Regions from separate parts of the Sus scrofa genome. Here region 2 is linked to region 1. A link is a contact called in public Hi-C data. All regions are on one chromosome and are shown on one strand. The core of a region is the stretch at or near the end of the contact, and the rest is flanking DNA. Distances in the headings are between cores, read along the strand shown.

The links. Hi-C and Micro-C count contacts between places; a contact is called where the count stands out from the background.
Region 2: a contact with region 1 is called in a Hi-C map of liver, with 4 times the contacts expected there. The contact joins the promoter of DYNC1I2 here to the promoter of DCAF17 in region 1. A contact is called at or near these places in 1 of 5 promoter capture datasets (liver), 8 of 47 Hi-C or Micro-C datasets (alveolar macrophages, embryonic fibroblasts, heart right ventricle and 4 more) and 1 of 2 datasets of contacts at active chromatin or transcription factors (alveolar macrophages).

The regions. Positions count from the first base shown.
Region 1 is chr15:77,562,588-77,566,084 of Sscrofa11.1, forward strand. DCAF17 (DDB1- and CUL4-associated factor 17) reads left to right here and starts at 2,042. Exons shown (of 12, transcript XM_021076469.1): 1 at 2,042-2,516; 2 at 2,937-3,040. The coding sequence starts at 2,391. METTL8 (methyltransferase-like protein 8) reads right to left here and starts at 1,905. Exons shown (of 12, transcript XM_001925591.5): 1 at 1,658-1,905.
Region 2 is chr15:77,801,323-77,804,887 of Sscrofa11.1, forward strand. It overlaps DYNC1I2 (dynein cytoplasmic 1 intermediate chain 2), which reads left to right and starts at 2,279. Exons shown (of 17, transcript NM_001243495.1): 1 at 2,279-2,420; 2 at 3,466-3,565. The coding sequence starts at 3,475.

The DNA of each region.
Region 1 (3,497 bases), core at 792-3,291:
TTGAACAAAAGGATATTCTGGATCACCTGGATGGCACCTTTTAATTGATTACTGTCACAAGATTTCATTTTACACGTTTGTGTTCAGGACTGCACTGGCAAACAAGTGGTACCATTTGTCACTGGTGCAGGATAATGAGACATGGAGACTGTCAGGTGAAGAGCAAATGAAATCATGACATATGGATCAAAGGAAAGTTTTACAGGCTTAAATAAAGGGGTGAAGTCATTGTGTAATCTCTCAACACAAGGACAATATAAACGGGCTTTTCGGTAAGGAATTTATGCCCCAAAGTACAGTGAAGATTGTTTTAGAGCATTATAGGTCCAGCAAAAACAGTCTCATTGGTAACAATGAACAAGCAATCATCAGAATTTATGTGTATTATAGTTTTGCTTCATTTAACATATAATTGAGCATTATAGCTGTACAAAAGATACAACATAAGGAGTTTATATACAGTTTCATATTTGCATATATTTAACATACTGATCATATTTTAAGTTAATCCTGGGTATCTACGTGGGTTTGAGAAATTCTGCTCTGGGTGATTGGGAGCCACGTAAAAGCTTTAATAGGGAAATGACAGATTTGTGCTTTAGAAAAATCGTTCTGGCAGCAGAGTGGAGGGCTGGAATTGAAAGTATTTAAGTAAGGCAGAAAGGAGGCTATTTAACATAATAATGTGATAAAATGGTGAGGCCCTAAATTATGCTGGGGTATGAAGAGGAGACAGATATCAAAATCAAAAGTACTTGGTTGAGGATGAGGGAAAAGATGGCTGTCCCTTGGGTGACTTGGGGCTTGGAAGGTGAGATAAAGACCACTGGAAGACAAATAAGTGGGGGTGAAGGGGAAGATGAAAAAAGATTATGAGTTCAATTCAGCAATGATTTGAATTTCATTTCAGCCAAAGAAAATCCCGTTATCTTTTCTGGGTCCCAGTTTTCTCAGCGACAGCTGCATTCATGAATTAGCAAATTAACTATTATAGCGCTCTCTAAAAATATACAAAGCACTCCACAGTATGCTGTAAATAAGATATGAAAAATCAGCAAAAGCCTAGGCCCTAAAGGAAATTCAGCAGGGTTAAAAAGAGATATGACAAATTTTTCCTAAACACTTAACCCAACACACTCACCCAGGGTTGTACTTTTTGCTCTGTCAGATGGAGTTGCTGCCTTGCCTACCTCTGAACAAGAGGCCACGTGGGAAATGCAAAGACACCACCCTCAAGGGACTCACAAGCAGAGCAATAGGACAAGTCTGGTGCAAGATTGCTGAAAATGCAGTGTAGTGGGAACTCTGACCTACAGGCAGGGATAGTCACAAAGTCATCTTTTACTTAAGAGCAATCAAACTGGAATGCCTCGGGCAGTTCAATAATAATGTAAATATGTGATATTTCATTCCCGATAAGGAGGGAGTAAAATGTGAAAGGAAAATGCAGCAATTATTGCAAAACCTGCCCGCGTCTCTGAGGGCCACAGCAGGGCAGACCTCTGGTAAAGGGTAATTCAACTCCAGTTTGGCGGGAATGCCAGCATCTTCACCACTAACTCATAACACAAAAGCAGTGTTTACTGATCCCAAATGTTTAACTATACATCTCATCCAAAACGTTCACAGTACACTGAAGGGAAAGCCGAGGGCGTACCTTTCTTTAGCACATGATGCTGCCTCGGGGGGAAGGGATCGCACACGACACAATGCCCCTCTCGGCGTCCCGCCAGAGCCTCCCAAAGCAAGAGTCCAGGGGTTCAGAGGCTTGGGGGTACCGGGCGGCAAGAAACGAACCCCTGGGCGAAGGGCGTATTCTAAGAAACCGAGACCAGGAGGCGGCAGTACAGAGCCACCAGGCCCTCCCCCGGCGCCGCGTGCAGACCCGGAAAAGCGCGCCAGGCCTACAGCGCAGACTCAGCCCAGCCCCAGGAGGAGGGGCGGGGCGGGGCTGTGGTGGGTTGAAGGCGGGGCCAGGGCAAGGGCTCGCTGCCCGCTGCCTGATGGGGATTGTAGTTCTGGGAACAGGCCAGGCTCCCTCAGCGTGTACTGGGAACTACATTTCCCGGTGAGGGAACGGCTCCATCCGACCGCGCGTTACGCAGGCGTCGCGCTGTCGGCAGCCGGGTCCCGAGCCCTAGAGCGTTGGAGGGGCCGACGGAGAAGGGAGTTGCTTTTCCTTCCCACTTCTCCACTCACGGGCAGCACCGGCTCTGCCTCCCCTCGCCCCACCGCCCTGCGCCCACTGCCAGGCTCCCGGTGTCACCTTTTCCTGGGCCCCTCAGGGAGTTGGGGCCTGGAGGTTCGGCGGTAGGGGCCCTTGCTCTGCGCGGGAGTGAGGGGCGCGCCCCTCTTGGGCCCGGACAACTCCGCGATTGGCCCGCGCCTCCATGGGGCCAAGTCAGAAGCCCAACGTGTGCTGCCGGCTAAGTCGCCGGGCGCTGGGCTTCTTCTCGCGCGACGCGGGCGTGGTGCAGAGGACCAACCTGGGCATCCTGCGGGCGCTGGTGTGCCAGGTGACCACCCGCCACCGGGAGCCGGACCTGGGGCAGCGGGGCGACGGGGCGACGGGGAGGTCAAGCCTTCTTGCTGGGGTGCAGTTTTTCTGCAGGACAGCCCGTTTTTAAGATCTCACATGATGGTCAGGGTGATCCAGGCCTTGAAGCGGGGGGATTAGTAAATAACCATTAAAACGGAACCGCCGCATGCTTTTAGTTTTAACCTTCGTATATCTTCTTAGAAACAGTTTTTCTAAAATCGATCACTCCACTTAAGCCAAAACGCGAGGGCAGATTGAGGAAGCATTGAACATAATGTTTTCTAAAAAGTACATGAAATTACTTTGCAAACTGTCAATTTAACCATCCAACTTAAAATTGGTGCAGAGTGGAAGCTTATGAGTTATTTCCTAAACTGAAGTTCCTTGTGTCTTTCAGGAAAGTACTAAATTTAAGAATGTTTGGACGACTCATTCCAAGTCACCTATAGCCTATGAGAGAGGAAGAATATATTTTGATAATTATCGATGCTGTGTCAGCAGGTATCTGGTGAAAATTTTTGTTGTAATTCATTTGACTGTTGATCTGAACTCTAATATTTATGGAAACACTTATGCCTACATTAGTGCTTGTGAAATAAGAGAATGGAAAAATGGGTCCAAAAATAAGAGTAGGGGATAAAATGTGTGTAACTTAAAAATCTTGTTAAACCTAAAGCTTGAGGTTTCATTTTCATTTTATTGGTATTCGCTATAATACCAATTTATAGCGAATTCATGTTGCAGGCAAAATGATAGCTTGCTGGGTACAATGTAGTATTTTATGCTGCTTAAAAGATAGAGTCAAGAGATACAGGTATCTAATAATTAGATGCTTATTTATTTATTTACTTATTTATTGTCTTTTTGCCATTTCTTGGGCTGCTCCTGTGGCATATGGAGGTTCCAAGGCTAGAGGTCTAATCAGAGCTGTAGGTGCCGGCTGACAGCAGAGCCACAG
Region 2 (3,565 bases), core at 1,029-3,528, 240 kb after region 1:
TATAAATATATTTAAAAGTTAAAAATCAAGCTAATAAAGAATTAAATAGAATATATGTATTCCATCCTCCAATCTTGACAAAGACTGGGTTTGAATTTAAAATTCTTAGATACCTGGAGCTCTGCCCTACATTGTAGTGACAGAGAAAGAGCTGACTCCTAAATGCCAGCCCCAAACTCGTGTCTTTCTCCTCAGCGCCACACCACACTGCAAAGGACATCAAGTGTACACATTTATTTATTTATTTTAAAATCTTTTTTGGCCGTTACATGGCATATGGAGTTCCTGGGCCAGGAATCATATCTGAATCACAGTTACAACCTACGGAAACACGGGATCCTTAACCCACTGTGCCAGGCCAGGGTTGCAACCTTCGTCCCAGCACTCCGGAGATGCAGCAGGTCTCGTTGCACCATAGTGTGAACTCCCAAGTGCACATATTTAGACACCAAACTTACTAATCCATATAGTACCTGCACATAGTGGGTAATCAATAGCAATTTTTTAAATTGGTAAATGGAGTCTCAATATTAGGAAAAAATAAAAAATTAAAAGGTAATACAGTAATAAAGCTCTTTGAAAGTTTAGGTTATGGGGGAAAATCTTGGAATGTGAAGGATATTCTTTCTCAGATTTATTTCTGAGAAATTTATCTTGTATATAGGCAGGGCATGACAAGGTAAAGACTAGACAAAGGCCCAAGTATTCAGATTTTGAATCCTAAGGATTACCGCTAGATTTGGGCAATGTCCTTCTAGAATATGATAAAAACATTAGTTTGGTATAAGCTTTAATTCTTGCCAGATAATGTTTTAAATTAAGTAATTTTTAAAAATTGATTCAATCCACATATTTCCAGTAAATTCATATTCTTATAACTTTTGCTTTCTTTGTGTATTAAAAAATCTAAAAAGACAAAAAAAAATCTAAAATGGTGGGAACATTCTTGCTTGGTTTAGATTTCAATAGTATGAAACGTTTTCTTTTCAAAAATTGTTTGAGAGAAAACCCAAATGCTACCTACCACATTGCAACAAAACACTGAGAAATTATTATTTGCTATACTGATTAACATATTCTTACTGATTCATTGATTGTAACAATAATCATTTTATTTGCAAGCTCAAATAAATATTCCATGTGTACAGGCTGAAATTTAAGAGGAAATACAGGAATCAGAGGCTTTATTGATAATTTTCATAACAGTAACACTCCCAATGAGCAAATTTACAACCACAAACACTAGTAAAAACTGAGTAAGGATTTATAAATCTTTTTCTTTTTTTTTTTTTTTTTAGGGCCACACCTGTGGCATATGTAAGTTCCTAGGCTAGGAGTTGAATCCAAGCTGCAGCTGCCAGCCTACACAACAGCCACAGCAATGCCAGATCAGAGAGGCATATGCAACCTATGCAGCACTTTGCAGCAACATCAGATCCTTAACCTACTGAGTGTGACCAGGAATTGAACCTGCATGCTCATGAATACTAGTTGGGTTCTTAACCTGCTGAGCCACAACAGAAACTCCGACAAATCTTTTTCTAATTAAACACAATTTCTCACATTTTTTGACAGAATTATGTTACACTACACTTTCAAAATTAATATTTTATATTTTGCTTAAGATGACACATGAAACCTCTATACCGTGGTTGGTTGGTTTGCTTTTGTTTTTTTGTTTCTAATACTGATAATACATACTGTAAAAAGTGTTCTTCAGATGTGCAGTGTAATACATAGGTTCACCACTGGAAAATAACATTTTTTAAAATTAGCAATGTAGAGTCAAAGATCCTAAGATATAACACATACAACATTGGGAGAACTGACCAACAGATGAGACTACAATAAAGAGAAGTGTGATAAGTTTCTTTTGGGAAACTTGAAGGCCTGTACATGGGCAAGCCAAAGACTAAGAAATACTACATGTCCCAGCACACTTTGCGACTACCATTGGCCACAACTCCCAGAGTGCATTGCTTGCCTCACGCAGGTTTCTCTTGAAGCTGGGGCTTGTAGTTCTCCCAGATAGTTTCAATCTGTGCGGCAAGGGCGGCGTTTGCTTACCCAGCCCCAGGCAATTAGGCTTAGTCTTTCCGTTTTCGGCAAAGCGGAAACACTTCGCGCCCCTGGGTGGATTCTTTGTCTCATCTCTTGGCTTCATCTTCACACAGGTAAGTCGCAGAGGGGCTGCAATTCCCCACAGCAGAGCCCCTCACTTCCTTTTTGGAGCGACCTCGTTGTGGTGAAGCCATTTGTCCCTACTCTCTTGCCGTAGCAGCCGCCGCCCATCCCTCTTTGTGTGCTTGGGCAAGCCGTGGAGCTAGTGGCGGCGACTGTTGGCGTTGAAGGCAAAGGAGAGGGGACGTTACGGGGAAGTTGCTGACAGGCGGTCTCTTCCACACCCCGCCATCTGACAGGTGGGTTGACTGCCCTTCGCTCTGGGCCCTTCTGTCTCCTGTGTCTCACGTTAGGACTCTAGGGGCGGCTTGGCAGTATCTGCTGACAGCGCCGCCCGGTCTGGTTCCCGGAGGGAGAGGCGGGAAGAGCCAGGTGCGGTGACTCAGGAAGGCCGGGGAAAACGACTGCATCCCTTCCCTTCTGGACCCTACGGAGGTGCCCCGAGGAGCCTCGAGGCGTGTCGAGGCCCCCTCCCCCGGACGCCCTGTTCTGGACCGCGCCCTCTTAGCCGTGACCCCAGGGGAGAAGTGACTTCTTTTCCCCTTGCTCCATTTTATAAAGAAAAGTCATTACTACTTGCGTTGACAGCGTTTTCCCTCACCCAGTCTGTGCTGCCAAGTACCCGAATGCGGAGGTTGTAGCACAAAATTCCAGAGACTATTTCTTCCTTGGAGTTTTAAGAAAGTGAACATGTCAGTCTTGAGGCTCCGGCCTCTGTGAGATAGAGCGGGGCCTGTCAGCTGTATGCAGTTATTCCGTCACTTTGTTGTTGGGCTTTGACTAAAAACATACATACTTTATTTTACAGTTATTGATGGTAATTTGGGGGTTTTGCTTGTCCTTAATATTAGTTTTACACGGTAGTTTTAGAATTCATAGGAATTTTGTCTCACCGCCTGTTTTATTCAGTTTCTAGGAATGAATGCAAAACTTTGGTAATAGATTTGATCCGTGTTTTGTAGCCTAGGAGCTTTTAATGCCAACCCCTTATCATTTGTTTTAAGAGCCAGAGACATTGTGTTACGTTTGGGCATGTGAACATTAAAGGTGCTAGCTACCGTGGTCAACTCTGAATATTTATTTCTTATATACATTTGTTTATAGTGTTTTTCCGGTGTTAGTAATATATATGCTTCCATTATTTTAAAAGTAGAGTTTCTGTGTTCTCTTTAGACAGAATTGAACTATATGGTCTCTTGAGACAGTTCTTAAAGACTAATTTTTTAAAAAAGTGCTGCTTTTGCCAGTGGAATGATGATTGTAAATAATTATATGCTTCTTAAGGTCTCAAACATGTCTGACAAAAGTGAATTAAAGGCAGAGTTGGAACGTAAGAAGCAGCGATTGGCCCAAATCAGAGAGGAAAAGAAGAGGAAAGAAGAAG